Linked DNA regions of Mus musculus: region 1 is linked to region 2. Evidence: chromatin contacts called from public promoter capture Hi-C data. All regions are on one chromosome and are shown on one strand. Each heading gives the region's core, a stretch centred on a gene start, on an enhancer-like site or on the middle of the called end of the contact. The rest is flanking DNA. Distances are from core to core; before and after follow the strand shown. Region 1 holds the start of Dop1b (DOP1 leucine zipper like protein B). Region 2 holds the start of Mrps6 (mitochondrial ribosomal protein S6).

Evidence for each region. Capture Hi-C pulls out chosen DNA fragments and counts their contacts.
Region 1: a promoter capture Hi-C map of liver shows a contact between it and region 2, with 7 times the contacts expected there. The contact joins the promoter of Dop1b here to the promoter of Mrps6 in region 2. A contact is called at or near these places in 1 of 115 datasets of contacts at active chromatin or transcription factors (astrocytes) and 2 of 9 other capture datasets (adipose tissue and liver).

The regions. Positions count from the first base shown.
Region 1 is chr16:93,708,338-93,713,909 of GRCm38.p6, reverse strand. Dop1b (DOP1 leucine zipper like protein B) reads right to left here and starts at 2,003. Exons shown (of 37, transcript NM_027293.1): 1 at 1,842-2,003. Gm41501 (a long non-coding RNA gene) reads right to left here. Exons shown (of 3, transcript XR_876265.3): 3 at 4,278-5,202.
Region 2 is chr16:92,056,458-92,061,648 of GRCm38.p6, reverse strand. Mrps6 (mitochondrial ribosomal protein S6) reads right to left here and starts at 3,313. Exons shown (of 3, transcript NM_080456.1): 1 at 3,169-3,313. The coding sequence starts at 3,213. It overlaps Slc5a3 (solute carrier family 5 (inositol transporters), member 3), which reads right to left and starts at 3,327. Exons shown (of 2, transcript NM_017391.3): 1 at 3,169-3,327.

The DNA of each region.
Region 1 (5,572 bases), core at 754-3,253, 1.7 Mb before region 2:
ACACACACATTCTCACACACTCTCATACACATACTCACATACACTCTTTCTCTTACACACACATACACACTCTCACACACACATACACACTCACACACTCTCTCCTCTCTCTCTCTCTCTCTCTCACACACTCACACACTCTCATACACATACTCACATACACACTCTCTCTCTCACACACACACACACTCACACACTCTCATACACATACTCACATACACTCTTTCTCTTACACACACATACACACTCTCACACACACATACACACTCACACACTCTCTCTCCTCTCTCTCTCACACACACACTCACACACTCTCATACACATACTCACATACACTCTCTCTCTCTCACACACACACACACACTCACACACTCTCTCTCATACACATACTCACATACACTCTCTTACACACACATACACACTCTCACACACACATACACACTCACACACTCTCTTCTCTCTCTCTCTCTCTCTCTCTCTCTCTCTCTCTCACACACACACACACACACACACACACACACACACACACACAGAGCTATCCGAGTCTGGTTTGGACAAGAGAGGAAAGAGGAAGGCAAGCTATCAGCAAAGGAGTCCTCGGAGCCCACAGGTGTGGACTCTCATGATGCCAGGAAGAGCTGCATCACTGAGACGGTGAGTGTCCAGGATGACAGAGAGCGCCTGGCTGCCCTTGGCAAGGAGGCTGTCAGCCAGGTATGAACAGGCAGCAGGTGCAGTTCTTTCTCTGTGAGGGCCCAATGCTGGCACAACTGCACAGGTAAGAAGCTCAGAGGTTATTCAAGCGAACCCCTTCAAAATACGGGCATGGGGAATTACAACACTACACAGTTTCTGTGTCAGCTCTACACTGATTTCACTTACGAAACACACTGGAGTCCCACAAGGGACATTACTGCCGAAAGATGGGGATATTAGGGATTAGTGGTAGGCATAGGATTCGGGCTCAGTTCTGTTATACAATGGCTAGGTCAACCTCTAAACAGCCCCTCTCACAAGCCATCTCCAACACCTATTTTTGTGAGATACAACCGCAGTTCAGTGGGCTGATAGCGCTATGGAGGCTACAAAAGATAATACGCAAAGCCCTATGCACACGTGCACCCGATACCTTTACCTTGAAACAGAAAGCATTCGTAGGAGTGCTCTCGCCTTACCCATTCCTAATTTCTAAGCTCAGGTGAAGACGCAAAAGCCATCTGCTGGATCCGGAAGTCGGTTGTAAACATGCTTACAAGGAAGGAGTATGATGAACACAGTAAAAGCCGACAATCAGCAGCCTTCCTATTTACTTGCTGATAATGTCCCTGCTTCTACAGCGCATCAACCCTCTTTACCAACTGGCCCAGTTTTGAATTCGGTCTTTTACACTGAGATCAAATAGCACTAGAGGGGGGAAAAAAAGCAAGACACCTGACACTTCACAGGAATAGCTTTTAAAGGTGGGGTGTCCTCAACAACCCTACACAGGCTTCCCGAGATGGGGACTGCTGTCACCGGGTGAGCACCTCCTCCGCGGCTTATCCGCCGGCGCAGGGGCAGGCTGGCTGGTGCACGCCGGCTGCTGGGACACCATTAGGGAACCTGGAAGCCCTGCCCAACAAAGGCTGAGCTTCCAGAACGGCCCTGGGCCGGCTAGGCTGACAGCGGTGGCCATTCGACCTCCACCTGCGGCCCGAGGCCCGCTCGCACGGACCCTGCCAGGCGCAGAAGGCCGGGTCTGAAGCCCACACCCACGCGCGGCCGTACCCGCACTGCAGCAGACGCGCCACCGCCCGAGCTCTACGCCTCTGCCGCTCCGGGCCCGCGGGGACCACACTTACCGGCGGCCGCGGACCTCGGCGGTGGGCGTGGGACGGAGCCCGTCGGCTGCGGGACAAGGCGGCTCTGCGCTTCGGCAGAGACCTCGAAGGCGGAGGTATCGCTGCGCCTCCGCCCAGCTGCCGCCACTCCCGGGAACTGGGCGGCTGGGGGCGGGGCCGGAAGGCGGGACCTCGGGGGGCGGGACCTGGAGGCAGGCCCTCGGCGTGGGGCGGGGTCCTTAGCGGTGACTGGGAGGGGCCATTGTAGGCGGGGTCATGACGTTGCGCGTGAACGGGGGCGGAGCCTTAACGGTATGGCGGCGCCTCTCTCCTCGTGGGCGGGACTCTAGGCGTGTGGGCGGGGCCTTGGTGGCGGGGTTGGTTTGGCCTCTGCGGCGTGGGGCCGCGCCCTGGTCAGTCACATAGGGCGGAGAGCGAAAGAGGAGACTTGGAGGCGGAGGGGTTGGGGGAGGGGTCTGGCAGAGTGGGTGGGGCCTCGGTGCTCAAGGCGGGGCTCTGGACGCGTGGAGCTGCCAGTGGACCGATGGTGGGTGGGGTCTCTGAGGGCGGGGTTTTTGGGGCTGGAGGCTGGTCTAAACTTGGGGGGCCAGTGGTGGGCGTGGCCTTGCGATGTAGTCGGGTAAGGTCTCACATAAACAGGCAGGTAAAACCCTGGGCTTGGGGGGTGGGTATGGGGAAGGGGGCTGAGTATGGGGAACCTTTGGGATAGCATTGAAAATGTAAATGAGGAAAATACCTAATAAAAAAAAAAAAAGAGAAAAAAAAAAAAACAACAACAACAAAAAAAAAAAACCCTGGGCTTTCCGGACTCTGGGAGCAGGGCCTTCCCAGTGTCGTGCACCCTTGGGCTTTGCGTCAGGACCACACCCACAATCTTCATCGTGGGGTGGAGGCAGGAAGAATCCCAGGTAACAGGAACAGAAGGCTTGGGGGTTCCGGGTTAAGGTGTCCATGCATCCTCGAAGAGTGATGGGGTCTGGGAGCTGGCAGGATTCACTCTGACATTGACCGTGTCTTGATGACGCCAGCAGCAGCGCTGCCAGATGAAACAGCGCCTTCTACCGACTAAGGTTATTTCAGTGATAGCCTATTCCATGAAAATTTTAGAAAGAGCTATCTAGTGCTGGCTAGTTTTATGCCAATTTGACACAATCTAGAGTCAGCTGAAAGGAGAGAACCTCGATGGAGAAAATACTTTCATAAGATCTGGCTATAAGCAGACAAAACCTTATTTTCTCAATTAGTGATTGATGGAGAGGGCCCAGCCCATTGTGGGTAAAGACATACCTGGGCTGGTGGTTCTGTGTTCTTTTTTTTTTTTTTTCTTATTTTTTTTATTACATATTTTCCTCAATTACATTTCCAATGCTATCCCAAAAGTCTCCCACACCCTCCCACACCCTCCCCTACCCACCCATTCCCATTTTTTGGCCCTGGCGTTCCCCTCTACTGGGGCATATAAAGTTTGCCTGTCCAGTGGGCCTCTCTTTCCAGTGATGGCCGACTAGGCCATCTTTTGATACATATGCAGCTAGAGTCAAGAACTATGGGGTACTGGTTAGTTCATAATGTTGCACCTACAGGGTTGCAGATCTCTTTAGCTCCTTGGATACTTTCTCTAGCTCCTCCATTGGGGGTCCTGTGATCCATCCAATAGTTGACTGTGAGCATCCACTTCTGTGTTTGGTTCTGTGTTCTATAAAAAAGCAAGCTGAGGGCTGGAGAGATGGCTCATCAGTTAAGAGCACTGATTGCTCTTCCAACGGTCCGGAATTCAAATCCCAGCAACCACATGGTGGCTCACAACCATCCGTAATGAGATCTGATGCCTTCTTCTGGGGTGTCTGAAGACAGCTACAGTGTACTTACATATAATAAATAAATCTTAAAAAAAAAAAAAGCAAGCTGAGCAAGCCAGTAAGCAGCACCTTCCATGGCCTCTGCATCAGCTTCTGGCTCCAGGTTCCTGCCCTGCTTGAGTTCCTGCCCTGACTCCTTCAAAGGTGAACCATGATATGGAAGAGTAAGCCAAACCCTTCCTCCCCAAGCTGCTTTTGGTTGTGGTGTTTCATCACAGCAATAGTAACTAAGACACCATCCAAATCTATTTAGTAATTGCTTATAAAGCTCAGTGAATATTTTTTCTGGGAAAAATAGATTATATCAGATTCCAAAATAGATATATCCAGGAAGGCAAGTAGGCTAATCGGGTAAAGGCACTTGCTGCTCAGAGTTTGATTCTTGGATAAGAAAACCAGCTTCTAAAAGCTGTCTTCTCACACACACACATACACACACACACTAAATGTAAAAAACAAAACAAAACCCAGATGACAACCCTAACAGGAAGGGTTATGTAAATGGCTGAAGTCTGGTTCCCTAACTTTTATTCCATCCATCTGCTAGATACAAGTACTCTAGTCTTCTCAGGAATGGTTTTTATGTCTGGTCTTGAAATGGAAAGGGTGGGGAAGCAAAGAATTGAGCCAACTTAACAGGAAAACATTAATTTCAGTAAAGTTAACTTCCCAGTGAAGGTTTGATAAACTCTCATCTCAGAGCTTAGACAAAATGGCCAAACAACAATTGGCATGTTTTGTTGTTTGTTTTGTTTTGGCTTTTTGAGACAAGGTTTCTCTGTAGTTCTGGCTGACAGGGAAGTAGCTCAGTAGAGCAGGCTGACCTTGAACTCACAAACATCTGCCTCCTGAGTGCTGGGATCAAAGGTATGCGCCACAGCACTCAGCTAGGTTTTTTTTTTTTTCCCTTGACAGTCTTCAAGGTTTAACCAGCTCACAGCCCACTGAACAGAGGGAATTGAATTGTGTTATAGCAGTAATGAGAAAGCCCACCCACTTGGGCCAAACCTAACATATACAAATCTGTCACGGCACAGTGCCCTAGCTGGGTTTCCGTTGCTATAAGAAAACATGGTGACAAAAAGCAATTTTGGAAGAAAGCAGTTTATTTTGCTTACATGTCCCTAGCACAGTGTACCGTGAATTCAGGCCAGGCAGGAACTTGAGGGAGGAATTTGGAGACAGAAACTGAAGTAGAGGCCATGGAGGAATGCTGCTTACTGGCTTGCTCAGCTAGCTGTCTTATATTTTCCAGGATCACCTGCCCGGGTGGTGCCACCTCCAGGGAGCTGGGCCCACGTGCATCAATTATTAATCAAGAAAATGCCCACAGACTTGCCTACAGGCAATCTGATGGAGGCTTTTCTCAGATAAGGCTCCTCTTCCCAGGTACATTGACGTTTGTGTAACCAGCACATGCAGGCATTTAAAACCGTCTACATGTCTAGTATTTATATCCAGGGATGAAGGGGTTAAAGCTTGGCTGACTCAAAATTTGTAAGCTGTTAAAAAAAAAAAAAAGAAAAAGAACATCTCAATTTATAATCAAGATTGGCAATAAATATACAATATTAAGAACTGACAGATGGCCGGGCGGTGGTGGCACACGTCTTTAATCACAGCACTCAGAGGCAGAGGCAGGAGGATGTCTATGAGTTCTAAGCCAGCCTGGTCTACAGAATAAGTTCCAGTACAGCTAAGAGTACACACACACACACACACACACACACACACACACACACTCCTGGCTCAGCCCCTCCCTGCCGAAAAAGAAATAAAAGGAGATAGCTGGGGTGATGGATTATCAGGTAAAAGCACTTGCTGAATAAGAATAAAGAGCTGAGTTCAAATCCCCAGCACCCATGGAATGCT
Region 2 (5,191 bases), core at 2,064-4,563:
GCTATCTTACTGTACATTCAGCCATTTAGTAATTAAACTAGGTGCTATTTAAACCATTCACACACAACGATTCTTGAGTAATAATGACATGATTTCAAGAAATATTTCCTCGGGGCTGTCACAAATCTACCCCATCAGTGACCAATCATCTGACCAAAAGGGTCAGGCCTAACAAAGGTCTGAACTATGTAACCAAAGAATATTTACATACTGCACAGATTCTTCTTCTACACCCACTTCAAGTATTAAAAAACAAAACCTATGAAGTCCTTTAGGGCTGGGTGTGGCTTTATCCATTGGAACCCAGAGCTCTTTCACGAAGGGAGAAACTGCAGAGTGACGTCCAGGAGCTCGAGAGAAGCAGGGCATCAAGTATTCCCAGGCTCACCAGCCTCCCTCAACCACCTCAAAGTCCTCCCGAGCGAGCGAGCGAGCGAGCGAGCGAGCAGGCGGAGGTGGAGAGCAGCCTGCGCTCACTGCCCCACAGGCAATCCTTGGGAGAAGACGCTGCTGGCATCTGCAGCTTGGTGTTCCCTCTGCAGCTCTGCCCTTCCTGTTTTCTCTCCTGAAGCCATTAGAAGCCTGGATAGGAGCTTCCAGTGTCAGCCAGTGTCAGCAGCTCTCCTAGTAAGGCACCTAAGGCTGTTGGTCCTAAGCAACTACCTTTCCCATGGCTTGTCAGCACCCCCAGAGCCCAACTCACATCCGCCGTGCCATTCTACCATACTCCTCAAGTTTTTATCCTGGTTTTTATGCCAGAGAATACAAAATTACAACTTTGAAATAGCATTAAAATCAAAGTGCACAATCTTGAGGACTGTGGTCTGCACCTGTAAACACACAAACCTCGAAATGCATCAAAAACAAGGGCTCGTGAGAATCAAGCCAACTGCAGACTGAGGAGACAGCCCTAGAATTTTTACAACGTCTATCCTGAGGTCTCAGCCTGAGAACTCTCACAGGCAATCTGCTACAAAGGCACTCACTATGCTATGTCAACATGCATCTTTACATTTAAACTCTAAAAGCTCAATTGAAGTAAGTCAAGCCTGAAGTCAAGGACAGTAAAATAAAGTAAGAGTCACAATAGGGAAGACAAACTAAGACTGCTTTGTAGGCATAGGAGAAACAAGAGTACAATGCTGGGTGGGAGACAGGGTCTCTAGGAGACTGCAGTCAGTCTCTCAACTCCCTTTTCTGCTTCAGCGCCTGCTTACTCCCAGCCCTGGAACACAAGGCTCTTGGAGGAGAGGAAGGAGGGAGAATGCCGTCACATGGAAGGGTGCACTATCAGGCATCCAACATGCATCTCAGAACTCTGTTTAGAAAGCCTTCCCGCTACAAAAGCTAACTGTCCTAGGTGGGAGCTGTGGCTTCCTAAACACCTGCTCTAGGTGTTCAAACCACTGTGCCATTTTCTTTTAAAACAAAGTGCATTTTCCTTTACACCCACAAGTACATACCCTGTAAGAATTCAGTTTTCTAAAGCTGAAAGCAAAAAAAAAAAAAAAAGTCTAGTCTCTGCACATCTTTACTTGTTTACAACCTTCTCAAAGTCAGAACGAAAAACCGAGGGTTGTCATTTTATCTAGTTTCTTTGGGTCTGTAAGGATCTTCACACATCTTCCACACTATGTTTAAGCACCTCTCTTCCGTCTTCACTCTTCTCTAAGGTGCTTTGAACCTACCCTCAGGCCAAGATTTTGAGCAGGTTACACCCGACTTTTGAATCAGAGTGAACACATATTCACATCATGGTAAAATACATTTAGCCAGTGTACTGGGCAGCCATGCTAAGCAAGAGTCTCTCATTCAAAGGAGTGCAAAGGGTCACTGCTACCTCACACCTTGAGGGAATGAATCTTGGTGGTCACATTTTTTCAGTTTCTAACATTACCTAAAAAGTATAAAGGGAGGCTTAAGTAATTTCCATTTAATCAGAAACAGTCCCTTTTTAATACTTTCTCGACCCTGACCCCTCTGTTGTTCCTATTCTTTTAACTCTGTAAAACCCAATGAGGAAGGAAGGTAGATAAAGTATTACCCAGAGGTGAGACAATGTTCTCCCGGAGCCAGGGAGTCAGTAAGCTTGGGGGCACAAACTTCAGGACCATCAGGTGGCTCTGGTGTCCTTTCCAAGCCAACCCTGTACAAGGCACACCGAACAATCTCCTCCTGCTGCCTGACTGTTAGCTGTTCACCAGAGCCTAGCCCGTGACCCCTGGCTTAAGTTGATTCAAACTGAAGCCACTACTTGAAATTGACCCAAAGCCTACATGCCCAGGGCTAGAAGAAAGCTGCTTCCAAACGCTCAAAAAAAGGACAACGGTTGCTTTTGTTTTCTTTTAAACTGTACCTGCTAGGGAAGGAGAGTGCGTGAAAGCACACTACATTACCGAATTCTCTCAGAAGAATGGGGATTTCAGCGACGACTGACTGACTCAGAACATAGCTGCCTCCGCCGGCCGCCGACCCCAGTCCGTGACCCGGCTGCTGGTGGTTTATCATCCCTCCAAACCTGAAAGTCCCTACCTCCAGATCAATCAAAAGCTGGGGGAAGGCATGTCTTCGGAAACACAAGCAAGGCCACAACTTGGATGAATAAAACTGGGCTAAGGGCACCCGGAGCAGGATTTCCGCTGGAGTCAGAAAAAGAAAGGTCAAAAGATTTTTTTTTTCTTTTTGGTGTGATAGCGGTGACAAGTGCGTGGGTACACAGCCGGCACTGGCGGGCTTTGGAGGAAGGCTGTAACTGATCGCGGACGCTGAGGGCAGGCGATCGGGACCAGCGGCCGGCGGGGACGACGAGCAGCTTCTCGACGCGTGGGCGCAGAGCGGGGCTGGCCTGGGTTCTCGCGCGTGTGTCCTCCCGCAGTCCTTCCATCGGACTCCGGAGAGCCGGGGTCCGAGGCCCGCCCCGCCCCCTGCTCGGCACACCCCCTCCCGCGACCGCGCACACGCGCGGGCATACACACCCCCCGCCTCCCGCGCGCACGCGGCCGCGCCGAGCGCCTGACCCACGCGCCACCCCCCCACTTTGCGCCCGCGACCACCCGCGCACCGCGCGAGAGGACCCGGTGTCCAGCAGGCAGGACACGCGGGACTGGGAGGCCTAGAGGCGGCGGGGCGCGCCCGCGCGGGAACTCGGTCTGAGGGAAGGTCACTTACCCGCCGCATGGCTTTCAGAATCAAAGCCAACTCGTAGCGGGGCATCGCCCAGGTTGGCGGCGCCGAGTCCAGGAGAGCCGGGGTCGCGAGGGCGGGGACGCGGGGCGCAGAGGAAGACGAGAGAGGAACACGGCCGGTCAGCTCCCGGACGGCGAAAGCACCGTGCGACCCCGCGAGGCCGGGTTTAAAGGCTCCGGCAGCTGCGCAGACGGCTCGCCCCGCCCACCGAGAGCCCCGCCCACCCGGCACCGCCCCGCCCCTCTCCCGGAGGGCGCCTTGCACTTGCACCTCAACGGCTTCCTGCTTGCCCTCCCGGGCCGTGTCTGTGTCCCCCGAGCCTGCGGAGCGTGGACACGGTCTCGAGCAGCCCGTCGGAGGCCGTCTCCTCGCTCGGCACGCACCCGCTCCCCGCCGCCTCCGCGCCTACCAACCTTGGGCTCTGGAACCCGGTGGAACTTTCCAGGCCTCCCCGCCCACCCTCCCTTCCCGGGTGCTAGGCGAGCGAGTGCGCGTGCGCCGCGGTGCGGTGCGGTGCGATGCGGTCTGGCTGCTGTGTGCCCCTCGCCCGCGTCTCCAGGGAGGAAGGCGGGGTGCTAAGGAGTGACTGCTGCACCAAGCCGCAAAGAAACAAGCCTGGAACCGAAGGGCTATGTAGGCATTTGCTGTGTGTGCCTAGCCTGACCCAGAAGCAGGTTAATGCTTCGACTCTCGCCAGTTATTCTTTAAATATTATCCTTGCTTTTCTGGTAAAGGAAACTATGGATTCCCTGAAACACAGGAGTAAGGAGGGGCTTCGTAGAGGGTCCCAGGTCCAGCACTCCACAGCGCGCGCGCACACACACACACCCATACACGCACATATAGAGCTAACTCGGGACTCCCCTCCTTCTGCCCCTGCTCCTGTTTCTTAGCTCTGGAAGGCACTAATTCCGCTGCAATGGTTGTCTTCTGCTCCCACCTTACTCCAACTAAAAGGGTCTTTAAGTGAAATGTTCTTGTAACTTTAAAGTGCTCTAATAATAATTTACTAATAATTTACTGAGGGCTTACTGTCTGTAGCAGGCACGACACTGAGGCTGTTTGTTCTCACTTTAGCTCTGTGAAGCAAATCGTACTACTCGCCCTATTTTAGGTATTAGCAAACAGAAAAATGCAAGGATAATTTAATTAGTCCAAGGTCAAACACAAACGCGTGGAAAGAAAATTTTGTGTCCAGAATGTCTGAAGAATAGTTTCACTGCCTACACTTATGAACCTCACCCCGTCCCCCATCTTACAGGCCAAGATGTTGGTCTTACTCAGTGGCGTTGGACGTCTTTGTAAAGCACACATGGAGACTATCTTTGTCACCTCCTCCACAGACCAATCTCCACAGAAGATTATGGTTTTGAATACAACCTAGGATACCTGGTTTTTTTAACATTTTCATTAACATTTCAAGGTTTGTCCTGTGCCCTTCAACACAAACTACAAAACCACCTACTTAGCATCAGCCACACACCTGGTTGGTTGGATTGTTTTGTTTTGGTTGTTGTTGGGGGTCTTTTTAGTTTGTTTGTTTTGGTTGGTTGGTTGTTTTTTGTTTTTAAGCAGCATGCTACCAAAAAAAAAAAAAAAAAAAAAAAAAAAAAAAAAAAAAAAAAGACACAGAAGGAAGAAAGAATTTCTGGACATTGAGACGAGAATTCCAGATCTGTGTGACATCCCACTTAAACTGTCCTTCCTGTGGCCCAGTTTAGGAATGTGAAGATAAGAGTCTCACGTGGTTGAGCCAAGCCAAACACCAAGCAACACCCTGAGGTGACCAGCCTGGACTGCCTCCCGTTGGAAGCACCACAGCTTTTCCCTGATACCCAGGGACCAGTGAAGTCCTAGTTCTCTAGACAAATGGGGTGAGGAAATTAGCCTGACTGAACAATGCCTCAGGGCAGACAGCACCCCACAACCCTCCCAAGCTGTTGGCCACCCACAGACTCATCCCATTTCTTAACGTGGAAAAGAAATCAGCTATCCTAAGTCCCCC